2 separate regions of the Mus musculus genome follow, and region 2 is linked to region 1. Evidence: chromatin contacts called from public HiChIP or PLAC-seq data. All regions are on one chromosome and are shown on one strand. The core of a region is the stretch at or near the end of the contact, and the rest is flanking DNA. Distances in the headings are between cores, read along the strand shown.

The links. HiChIP or PLAC-seq counts read pairs in DNA pulled down with a chosen protein or histone mark.
Region 2: a contact with region 1 is called in an H3K4me3 HiChIP or PLAC-seq map of microglia, with 7 times the contacts expected there. The contact joins the promoter of Vav2 here to the enhancer-like site in region 1. A contact is called at or near these places in 22 of 39 promoter capture datasets (the 3T3-L1 cell line, 3T3-L1-derived adipocytes, the C10 cell line and 16 more), 1 of 15 datasets of contacts at CTCF or cohesin (the NIH/3T3 cell line), 80 of 484 Hi-C or Micro-C datasets (B cells, the C10 cell line, the C2C12 cell line and 50 more), 35 of 115 datasets of contacts at active chromatin or transcription factors (the 230-238 cell line, the HPC-7 cell line, the SCID.adh cell line and 24 more) and 3 of 9 other capture datasets (adipose tissue, liver and pancreatic islet).

Annotation. Positions count from the first base shown.
Region 1 is chr2:27,306,762-27,312,525 of GRCm38.p6, reverse strand. All of the region lies in intron 4 of Vav2 (vav 2 oncogene), which reads left to right. Among named protein-coding and RNA genes, the nearest start is that of Sardh, 62 kb to the right of the region's middle. Within about 2 kb of position 3,880, at least 17 of the 459 cell types and tissues checked have an H3K27ac peak or open chromatin away from gene starts, as enhancers often do. A contact at or near this core is called in B cells, bone marrow-derived dendritic cells, germinal center B cells and 2 more, where this site is marked.
Region 2 is chr2:27,423,379-27,429,682 of GRCm38.p6, reverse strand. Vav2 (vav 2 oncogene) reads left to right here and starts at 2,075. Exons shown (of 28, transcript NM_009500.2): 1 at 2,075-3,407. The coding sequence starts at 3,204.

The DNA.
Region 1 (5,764 bases), core at 2,631-5,130:
TGTCTTTTAGAAACCCTGAGAGATAAAAACTTGGCCTTTCTGGTGTCATGCCTGTTGTGTTGGGCACAGATGTGACACACAGCAGCATATTAAGAGAAAACGTTGCAAAATGAGTAGTCACCTCTGAGAAGCCACCCAAAGTCCTGCCATGTTAAAAGGATGCCTTCTCTAGATGTTTGTCCGGAGCACTGGGCGACCTTGACACTGAGTTTCCATTGTTTTTCTATATCCCCGTCCTGGTTGGTTGAGCTTCCTTAGGGTCATTTGTAAGGAACAAAGCAGGCAGATTGCGTGACCCGAGCCCAGCATGGAGTGATAGATGGAAGAGCCAGGATCAGCGAGATGGCTCAGCAGGTGAAGGTGCTTGCTGCCAAGCCTGACAGCCTGAGTTCAGTTCCCGGGACCTATAAGACAGAAGGAGAGCACTGACTTCTTCTCATTATCCTCTGGTCTTCACACTGTGCCTTGGTACTTGTCCCCGCCCATAGAGGGGGTGGGCAGGACACCGGGTGGCAATGGATGCCCAGAACATGGACGTGCAGTCCTTGTGTGAAGCATCCTTTCGTGTCCCTCACATTGCTCCTGCAGAGTCCCATGTCACCTCAGCCTCAGTCACACAGGTGGGCTCTGCCCTCCATTTTGCAGTTGGTTGATAGAGAGCTTCAGGAGGGGAAGTGCCTTGCTGGAGGCCACACAGCCCACACCATGTGACAAAGGAGGAACTGAAATACTGGGCCATCTGTCAGGGGCCTAGGATGTCCCTATGGGACTAGCCTTGTGACCCAGTGCTACCTTGTCTATCAGTCTGTCTGTAACTGTCCATCTATGGATATTTCTAGGCACTTCTGCTTGGAAGGGATTCCCAGAAAAGAGGCAGTTGCTTCGTTTGTGTGTGTGTGTGTGTGTGTGTGTGTGTGTGTGTGTGTTGTGGGGGGACAGAGCCCCAGCAGACTTGAAACCAGGTAGGTATGGTCAGATGGTTCCCTGCTCCTACCTGCAGTCAAGAGTGATTCCTCTCACAGAGAGTGATTAAAAGTGTCGAGGTGCCGGGCGTGGTGGCGCACGCCTTTAATCCCAGCACTTGGGAGGCAGAGGCAGGTGAATTTCTGAGTTCGAGGCCAGCCTGGTCTACAGAGTGAGTTCCAGGACAGCCAGAGCTACACAAAGAAACCCTGTCTCAAAAAACAAAACAAACAAACAAACAAACAAACAAAAAAAAAGTGTTGAGGTGTCTTGCCTGTCTGTATGTCCCCGCACGCAGACCATCCAGTCCACAGCAGCCACTCTTTGCTGCCTGTGCCCTGAGATGAACTATAGTCTGGTGTGGGCTGAGGTCACAAAAAATGTCCCCTTTGGTTTCCTAGTAACAAGTTCATGGTGGCTTGTCACAGGCCTGCCTGCCAGCTTCATGCCAGAGGCTGCGTTCACACTGTGTGCCAAGCCTATCAGCTTGATCTTTGTGTCCTCTGTAAACACCCAGTGCCCAAGGCAGAGGGCAGTTGCTCATTTCTCCCTGTTTTGCAGAGTGAGTGAGCTGGGCAGCTGCCTCGTTGAAAAGCAGGATACCAGAGACAGCTACCATGCGGGCTAGTGAGTGAGGCTGTGGGCCACAGAGGCACAGGCAGAGCTCCCGGAAGAGCGCCGTCAGGTCTAAGGAGTCATTGCTGGGATGCAGCATCTCTCAGTGCAGCAGCTTCAGGAAGCTTCAGGAGGGAGAGGCTGGGGCAGAAGGGGTTGGGCAGGTGGGGCAGGTAAGGGGCCATCACACCATGTGACCCAGCTGTGTCTGATTGTCATAGTCCTGCCACTGTGTGGGATTGCCACCACACACACACACACACACACACACACACACACACACACACACACACACACACACACACGTACATTCTTTCTTGTGTATTCTCATGGCAGCAGGACCAAGAGGGGTGATGTCTATAAGCCTGAGAGGCCCGTGTAGCCCCTGGGCTTCCATGGCCTAGCCTTTGTCCTCATTTTAATTTGGTGTCATAAGGCATGTGAAAAGCCCTGGGATCGTCCCAGCCTTCTCTCTGTGTGAATGCCTAATACACACATGAGCACATCAACCTTGGCTGCATTCCTTGGGTGCCATTTTTTGTTTGTTTGTTTTCTTTTGAAAGAGGTTCTGTCAGTGGCCTTGTTCTCCCATTAAGTCAGCTTGGCAGGCCAGCAAGTCCCAGACGCCTACCTTTCTCCACCTCCCCAGACCTGAGATCACAAGCACTATACCCCCCTAAAGTGGACGCTGGGGATGCCATCATACAGCCTGAGCTTGTCACCTCGCAAAGTGACACCAAAGTAACCCCCTTCTCATCTAAGCATTGTCCCCTGCCATGCTTCCACCTTGAAGCCATCTCTATCCTAAGGATCAACAAGGGTTTGGGTGCAGAACTGGTCTTAGGATGGATATGGGTCAACCCAAAAGTATCTGACTGTTGCTTGATTATGTTGATCACGGAGATTATCGTATGGTTTTTACTTTACTATGTCTGATTTTACTTTTAGTTTTATTTTCTTTTTTAAGAGAGCTCTTCTTTGTTCGCTTCATTTCTCTGGTACTTTGGAGTATACGTATGTGAAACTTCAGTTCATGCATGAAACTGTTTGTTGACCTGAATTAATTAAGTAATGGGCAGAGACTGCATCATATAAATGCAGATGGCATCGGTGTAGAGAGTCTGCTCGGGGCTCCCTTGTGGCTCTGTGTGTCAGCCCAGGATACAGACAGGAATCAGATTGGCTGCTTCTGGGCAGGAGGCAGAGTGGAGATGGGGGGGTGGGGGGGAGTCTGCAACTTTGAGGCTCTGTCACCCTAGGTTAAGGCACTAGAACAGGTTTACACACACACACACACACACACACACACATACACACTCACACTCACATACCCTTTCTTTTCTGGCTGACCATGCTTGACCTGAGGGTGTTTAAGAGAGATGGTGGGAAGTGGTGTGTGAAACACATCCTGCCAGGATAGATATTCCTGCTCACCATTGAGTTTTTGGGAAGGTAAGATCTGAATACAACAGTAAATAATGTGTTGGGTGATCATTCTAGGGGTGTTCTCAAATCTCTGTATGGTGTGATGTTGGGCTATCTGCTGGGCGCTATTCCCAGTTTCTCAGTACCATTCGATGATGCTAAGATTTCTGCTGTAGGGTGTTCCCAGAGTCCCAGTACCATGTGATGCTGTCGTATCTGTTAGGGGATGTTCCCAGTATCTTAGTTTCCTGTGAATGGTGTTTCCAGCTGCCCAGTCCTGTAGTCTTGTTTGTTCTGTGACCAGAGGGACAAACCTTAGTCTCCCCTTTCCTACCTGATGATTCCCTCAGAGGCTTTTCTGTATGTGCTCATTGGAGGACGGCCACTCCAATCACTGTATTGTCACACATAATGCTACCCTCTAAGCCTCCATTTATGCTGGTTGCTTGATATCTAAGGAGATCTGGCTTTCTTCAATGACAGAATGGTAGGGTCAGACTAACATTCCTCCAGCCAGTAATGCCAGTGTAATCAGAGGCACTGGACAGCAGCCAAAAGCTGAGAGAAAGTGGAGGGAATATCCTCACACACATCTATCAGTGAGAGATTGTCTAGATCAGGTTTGCCCCTGGGCATATCTGTGAGGGATCATGTTCATTGAGATGGGAAAGCCTAGTCCACTGTGGGCGGCTCCATTCCCTAGCAGGGGATCATGGGCTCCGTAAGAGTGGAGAGAGTAAGCTGAGCACCAGCATGTTACCACTCTAGCATGCACCCGTAATCCATCGCTCTTTGATGTGATCTACATGTGGTATGACGGGCTGCTGCAAGTTCCTGCTGCCTGACTTCCCTGCAAACACAGACTGTATCCTGGAACTGTGTGCCAGATAAACAAACCCCTTCTCTCTTAAATAGTTTGCCAGAGTATTTTAACACCAGCAGCAGAAGTAAAACTCAGACAGAAATTGGTACTGGGAAGTGGGACTGTGGCTGGGGTGAACCTGGTCATGTGGCTTTCAGGCCTTTAGAACTGCTTTGTGGTAGGAACATGGAAGACTGAAACTTTGGGCTAGGAAAAAACTATTGAATGCTGAGAGGCAGGGGTCTCAGTGAGTAGAAGTCCTGAGCCTACTACCATATCCACCCTTGACCCTCACACATCTGTGTAGCAAGGGACCCGTGAGTTTCAGCAAAGCATGGAGGCAGCTAGAAGCTGATTTCTGTGGTGGTGTCAGCTCTGCCCTCGGCAGGACAGAATTCGAGTCCAGCTGGGGTGGGGTCACTCTGAGAATAAACAGGACGTCAGGAGAAGTTGCAGGATCCAGAGCCTTCATGCATATCAGTCAAAATGTCCAGTGGTCAGTTAACAAAATTAGGTGTCATGGCCTGCGGTGGCGTTTCAGAGGACACTGTGTGGGGATTAGTTCTTTCCCTCCACTGTGTGGAGAATAAGAACGGAACTCAGGTTGTCAGGTGAAGGTGGCAAACACCCTTACCCAACAAGCCATCTCTGTGTTGTAAAAGGAGAAAGCCGGGGGCTTAGACTCCATCACAAACACTCCTGTAAATTGATGTGAAACAGCATTATTTGCACAATGCACACAGGCAGCTGAGTGCCATGGGGGCCAGAGCCAAGAGCTCTGGATGGGACCCAGAGTTTTAGGGCGAGATGGAGGTTTGTCCAAGATGTTTAAGAAGCCAAACAGAAAGAAAGAAGTCTTGGGCAGATGACTCTGGAACACACAGGCATCCTGTGGGATGTTATATACAGAACCAGTTCACTGGGATGGATCCAGCACCCCAGCCGAAGCACTGAAGCAAGATGTCAGGCGTCCGTCCTCTGTGGCTTAGACGGAAGCAGAGGTTTCTTAGGGAAGATAGAGGATTTTTTTCTAGAGGATTACAAATAGTATTGGGATGGCACAGAAGGAAAACTGAGAAGTCGGGCTTTGTTCAGTTAAGCATCAATGCTTAGCAGGGGCTAGAGGTGGCTTGGAGCTTAAGAACATCTGTTGCTCTTGCAGATGACCTGAGTCATATTCTCCCAGCCCCCGTGTAATGGCTCACAACAACCTGTAACTCTAGTTCTTAGCAGATCTGATGCCCTGTTCTGACCTCTGAGGGCACCAAGCATACATGTGGTACACAGACATACGGGCAAAATAACCGTACACATGATAAAAATAAAAAAATAAATGCTTATCAGGATATATTAAAAAATAAAACAAAACAAATAGCCAATCTAGAGATGGAGTGAGAGGTTGTCACCAAAGCGTTTACTTGCAATATATAGAGAGCTTAAAATTCAACAAGAGAAACATTCAAGATTTAGAAATAGAAGTTTTGAATGTACCTTCCATACAGGAAGATAGACCATCAATACATTATCAGCAGTCAGTAGGGAATTACAGAGTCAATGCTTGTCCACTGCAGCGGCTGAACTGCAGAGCATGGACGACAGCTGCTAGAGGAGCTGTGAGGCACCGGACCTTGCACAGACTTCCGGAGGGATGTGGATGCTGTAGCCACGGCGAAGAACACTGGGCAAGCAAAGGCTTAGGGAGTCAAGCCTGCCTTTCCCACACCCAGCAGCTCCAGCGTGTGGCTTTCAAAAGAAGTGAAAGTGTGTGCTCTCTTGGACTCGCTCGCTCTGTCTCTCTCTGCGGGAGAAATGCTTACATAGCAATTTCTGTTCACTATACCAACACTACTGTGTGTGATCACATGTGTGCAGTGCACACTTGTACATGTGGAGACCAGG
Region 2 (6,304 bases), core at 826-3,325, 120 kb before region 1:
TCTCTGTGTAGCCCTGGCTGTCCTGGAACTCACTTTGTAGACCAGGCTGGCCTCGAACTCAGAAATCCGCCTGCCTCTACCTCCCGAGTGCTGGGATTAAAGGAGTGCGCCACCACACCCGGCTTGCTGTGACCCTTTAATACAACTGTATTGAACACAACCTCATGTTGTGGTGACCTCTAACCATAACATTATTTTTCACTGCAATTATATTATGTTACATCAAAACTAATTTTTGTTACTGTTATGATTCATGATGTAAATATCCGTGTCTTTGAATGGTCTTAGGCAACCTAGCCCCAAGGGGTCCAGACCCACAGGTTGAGAATCGCTGCTGTAAGGGCTAGAGATGGGGCCTCATGCTTGTCAAACAGTGTTCTTTTAAAGAGCCCTAGGCCTAAAGATTTTATCTTTAGAGAGCTGAGTACCACAAAGGGCTTGTTTTGTGCTGTCACAGAGTGACAGGGTTGCATCTAGATTTGGTTCGGTCCTTGCTGGCTGTGGAGGGCAGACTGAAAGGCAAGGTAGAAGCGGGCTGCTGAGGAACCCAAGGGGAGGAACATAGACCTTGGTGGTGGCAGAGCTGGCAGTGCTCAGAATCTGAAACTTGCTGGCAAATTAGAAGTGGGGAGTTAACATCAGAGTCCATAAAAGAATACGCTGTAGCTGACCAGCTCATGACTGGGAAGACAGAGATGTTTAGTTCCGTTATGATGTAGAACTGCCTCTGGACGAGGCCTGGCTCTCCATAGCCATGCTTGCCCCTATCCCGTAAGAGCTCCCAGGAGACCTGCTACCCCTTTCCAGGGGCATTCTTCTCTGAAGCCTCGTGCATGGTTAGTTGGTGGCCCACTTCCCACATCCCAGACATGTGGCTGGGGTTGACAGTTCCTACCTCAGGGTTTCGTCTGCTCAGTTCACTGCAGAGCTCTGGTATTCAGCACAAGTGGCTTTCAGTGGTGCTCATGACCAAAGTGGGGAGGTACACTTCTCTTGGACACTTCCAGAGGGCAATCCTGGTGAACAGTTCTGGGCTGAGAGAATGGGTGAGGAGAAAGATCCCCTTTACCAGTCCTCCGCATGTTTGTTTTGAGCTCGTGAACTCTGACCTACACATGCACAACAGACACCTGGAATACTTCCCACCCAGCTTTTCTTCATTCATCCTTTCTATTATTTCCGAGATGAGTGATGTCCCCACTAGCCAGATAAGGAATTGGGTACCAGAGAGTTCTGCTGGTGCCAGGAGGCCTGGATCTTCTGACTTGGAGGACTGACATGCTAACTCCACTATATGCTCTGCACTACAGCCCCTCAAAGACAGACAGACCCCTCTTTTGTAGCATCTAGGCTGTCAGCTGATGCCATTGCCCTCAAGACCACCAGGGGGCAGCAGACGAACGCTTGATTGGATGGCAAAATTCGTTTGTCCTAGACCTGGTCTTAGCTTCTGATGAGGCAGGAAGGCTGGAGTGCTGGGAGCACAGAGGCCTCTTTTCTGTGAGAGAGCTCCCTGGGTACACACGCCAAGGCATGAATGCAGCAGCATTTAGCAGGGTGCTTTGCTTTCAGCTTTGCAATCTCCTTTCTTTCCTTCTTTCTTTTTCCTCCCTTTGGTGCAGGGTGTTGAATGACTCTTAGGGAGATGCTGGAGGGTCTGCCTGTAGCCCTGTGCTTTGGACGATTTAACCCCCAGTCCGCAGGAGGTCCTTCCCCTGAAGCTATTCAGAGGTGAAGTAGAGGGGCTGAAGGCTCTACCTGGCTTCTCTGCCGGATCTCTAGGATTAGGGTTCATGCTTCCTCCTTAGGTGGGGCAGGTGATGGGACTTCCTGCAGAGAGAGGCCTTTCTGGGAGGGACTTCCCTGGGTGCAGGGGACAGATCTGTCATCCTTCCCTGGCCCAGGTAAACTGAGAGAGGCAGGGGCTGACAGAACACCGCCCACAAAAGCTCGGCTCTTGGAAACTGGTCACTTTCCTCTCTTCTAGCTCCCTTTCATGACACCAGTCTCATAGAAGACTTGGCTTTGTGGGGTTCCCTTCTTCTTTACCAAGAACCCACAGCTCCTGATACTGTCCAGAGCAAATTAATTTTAATCACAAAAATCAGTTATTTATGCTTTTGAAGTCCCTCCCACTGTCACAATGTCCTCAGGACACAACACGGTCTATCTCTCCAGCACCTCCCACTAGACAATCAAGGGGGCTGAAAGTGAAGGATTTTTTTCCCCCTCTCTCCGTTATTGTGGAGGCGGAGTGTCTTGCGGACCCTGGCAAGGACAGAGGACTGGAAGAGGCCATAGGGGCGTAGGGTGTGTAGGCCAGCCTGGTTCGCGTTCTGGGGTCTATCTTTGCCGAAAGACCCTGCAAGGGCACCCAGCGTTACCGCGGTCATCTTCTAGTCTCTTCTGCCGTGCGGCGGCCTCATCGCACCGCAAGAAAGACCTCCAGCCTCCACGTGCACCTAGGGAAAGTCGTGGGCGGGGAGCCTGCTCAGGAGCCCCGCCTTCCTCAACTTTCGCTGGCGGCCCAGGGGCAGGAAGTGGGAGGACGGGTTGGAGGCGGTGCTTGGGTCTCCGGGGAGGTGCCGGGTGAAGGTGCCAGCTCCGCCCCCGGCCCCGCCCGGCCGTGGCCGCGCCCCCTGCACCCCCAGCGCCTAGGAGCCGCGGAGCCTCGGAGTCCCAGTGCCCCGCGAGTGGCGTAGAGCCCGCGGGCCCGGCGAACAAAGCGACGGTGGAGCGAGCAGCTCAGGCGCCGGACGCAGGGAGCGAGCGACCCGCTGCGCCTTTGTCTCGGGTGGGGCAGGAGCGGTGGCCGAAGCGGGGCGCCCGGAGCTCAGAATGCGGCGCCCAGAGGGGCGGATCGAGAAGCGCTGCGACTGCAGGAGGCGTGGAGCCCCGGCCGGAGCACGAGCGGACTTGTGTGTGTGAAAGAGGGACCCCGCACGCTGCCCCGCGAGCGCCGGTTGGCCGCACGTGGGCGGGAGCGGCGGCCGGCTAGTAGCCCGAAGAGGAGGAGGAGGAAGAGGAGGGCCGTGCGGCCGCGCAGCGGGGACCCGGGGCCGCCTGCGCGAAGCCCCGCCCCGGCGGCCGAGCCCCGCGCGGGCGGGCGGGATGCCCCGCGGTCACCGCACTTTGGCCGGAGCGCTACCCTGAGCCAGCTGGCCAGCGGCCGCAGCGGCGAGCGCACAGGCGCCGCGGGCGCCATGGAGCAGTGGCGGCAATGCGGCCGCTGGCTCATCGACTGCAAGGTCCTGCCGCCCAACCACCGCGTCGTGTGGCCCTCGGCGGTGGTCTTCGACCTGGCGCAGGCGCTGCGCGACGGCGTCCTTCTGTGCCAGCTGCTGCACAACCTCTCCCCCGGTTCCATCGACCTTAAGGACATCAACTTCCGGCCGCAGATGTCCCAGGTGAGGGTCCCGGCACTGCAGGAGGGACTCGGGTGTGCGATCTGAGGGGCGCATTGACTGGAGCGTGGGCCGCGGGAGGCCCAGGTTCTCTGGCCGGAGCTTCTGGCTCAGGGGTCAGTGCAGAGCAGGTCACATCCCGGTCTCCTCTTCCCGCTCTAGAGAGCGGCGGTCCCCGAAGGCGCGAAGTTGGCTAAAGTCCCCCAGTCTAGGGCGCGCTACCACCGCCGCGGGAACGGTTTGTGTGCGCCGGCTCCCCAGTCTACGGCTGCCTGGTGGAGGGCGACTCCAGCCTCGGTGTAACGCCCAGCACTGCAGTGTTGCGTCTAGGCCCGGGTCCCCGAGTGTCCCTTCCAACCGGGTGCGTGCCACGCTGGGGGTCACGTCCCCGGCTGCGTGCCAGACGACCGGAGCCCATGGAGGTTGAGTTGGAGCCGTTGAAGGATGAGGTGGAGTGGTGGCTACTGTTACCCGCAGCTCGGCGGAGGGGCCGGGCCGGGTGGGGTGCTACGGCCGGAGGGAGCGGGAGGGCCGGGCGCCGCCCCCTCTCTGGCCTGCGCCTCCTCCCGGACCCCAGCCCAGGACCAGCTGCCTCGGGGGCCTTCCTGGATAGCCTCTGGGTTGGAGTCTTCTTCGCCTTCTCATTGCCCCCACTTCGGTGGTCGCTCCAGTGTGGCCTTTGTGGAGGCCAAGACACGCGTTTGGCCGCAGGGCAGGGCAGGGCAGGGCAGGAAAATGTCCGCTCTGCTGGCTGAAGCTGCTTTTCTTGGCCCCTTGAAGGGAACTTGGCCGAGAGTTAAGCAAATTCGAGGCATGTGGCCCGCCCTTCGGGGGTCGCTCTTTAAAGGGATCTGGGAGGTGGAGAGAAGAGTTAGGCAGCTCTAGTTCAGCCGGGTACTGTCCAGGTGCGACCCGCCCACTTCGAAACTCCTAGTGGACGCCGGGAATTCTCTTCTAGGACTGTGGGAAACGCGATGACTCCGAGAGTCACTAATCCTAATATTCTGGCGGGTTTCACCCCTCCCCCTAAAGCCCTTTGGCTGTGTCTGCCTTTCCATAGAGATGAGGCCAGCCGATTCCTGTTTGACAAAGGAGAGCCCCTGGAGGGAAAGAGAGAGGGTTGTCCTCCTGCTTGATACCAGTACCCCAGCAGCCCAGAGAGCCAGAGAGGGAGATTTCAGGGTCTGTCTTGCATCTGGAGTCCTGCAAGATCTGAGTGTGCCCAAGTAGCACACTTAAATGGTTGCTGTAGGGAGAACTTTTTCTTTCTTTCTTTTTTTTTTTTTTTTTTTTTTTTTTTTGATTTTTCGAGACAGGGTTTCTCTGTGTAGCCCTGGCTGTCCTGGAACTCACTCTGTAGACCAGGCTGGTCTCAACTCAGAAATCCTCTACCTCCCGAGTGCTGGGATTAAAGGCGTTTGCCACCATGCCCAGCTATAGGGAGGACTTTCACAGACCTGGAGGTGTGACCCTTCTCCCCAAAGTTGGGGCTGGGAGACTGCGGTGTTTTTAACCCCTTTCAAGGCTAGAGAAAGGGAAGAGGGCAAGTCCTACACATAGCTGGGTCTTGATTCCCCTTCTCCCTATGGGCCTTCACTGAACTGGAGGCTTGCTTATGAATGGCTTGCTTCTGGCAGGTTCTGTTGTTGGGCCTGGAGGCTTGAGTCTGACCTGGGATTGTGGGTGAGGTGGGGTTAAGAGAGAGAGGCTGATTGGCAGGGATATTGGGAGGTCTCTGTTGTTTGGTCTGGATGGGATGAAGGGTGCTGGCTTGGGCAGGTTTCAGGGTTCAACCCTTGGGACCTGGGAACTTCCAGGCTTTACCAGCTGGGGATCACTGACACCAAGGTCTGGGTTCTCTTCTCGCTTGTCATCTTGTGTAGGCTTTTCTGTCCCTTGGTCTCTACAAAGCAGGTGCTCACTGAACCTCACGGCCCTATGTGTATATTCATAAGGAAAGAAGCAATGGTTGTTACCAGAGCTGGCTGTGCAGGGTCTGGGGAGAGATTTCTTTTCTCTCTAGGTGCTTGCTCTTTGCCACAGGAAGCTCACATTTCTAATAAGGGGGAGAAGGTGGTGTCACCTTAGTTTGTGGTGACTGGAACACAGAAGGAATCAAAACTGCTCTTTTCTTGGGGGGGCCTTGGGCTAGGCACAATTTGTGGAGTGGTGTGTCACTTCTGATCTGTAGACAACAGTTAAAGCTTAGAGAGTTCCACAGATGTGCCCTAGATGTGGCCCAGGTCACCCAGGCTGTAAGTGGCTTAAAGTAGCTTGTGTATGGACATCTTTCTAAAGACATGGTGAATTGGAAGGACTTGCCTCCGCTGCCTTGCAGACTTGCTTAGGGCTTTAGGCTTCCGCTGGGACCTGCGTGTGGGCTTTCTGGGGTGATAGCAGGAACATGCCTGCTTCCCCGGGACATCTGGATCCTTTATGAGGAGTCAGCCGGGCCATTTGGCAAGGAACAAGAGACCATTTTCTTTCTCCCTATTTGTCATGTGCCAGAACATGTCCAGCTCACTGGCCTCTGGTGTCCCCTGATCCTCGAAGGCCACATGGCTTCCTGGTAAGCCTTCAGGACTCAGAGGTCCCCTCCCATCTTGAGTTATCTCAGCTGGGCTATTGGTTCTAGGGGAGTATAATGGAAAAAAATGTTTTGGGATAGAGTCTGACTGTAACGCTGACTGGATAGAACTTGCTACATAGGCCAAGCTGACCCGGAATTCTCAGAGACCTGCCTGTCTCTACCTCCCAAGTGCTGAAATGAAAAGAATGTACCACTCTACCAGGCCTGGCAATAGGCATTTATTAGGCATCTGCTGGGTCCTGATGGTCATGGAGAGATACTGGCTGCCTGCTTTGTTGTGCCCTCTTGAGTGGGCAGGATAGGATGTACC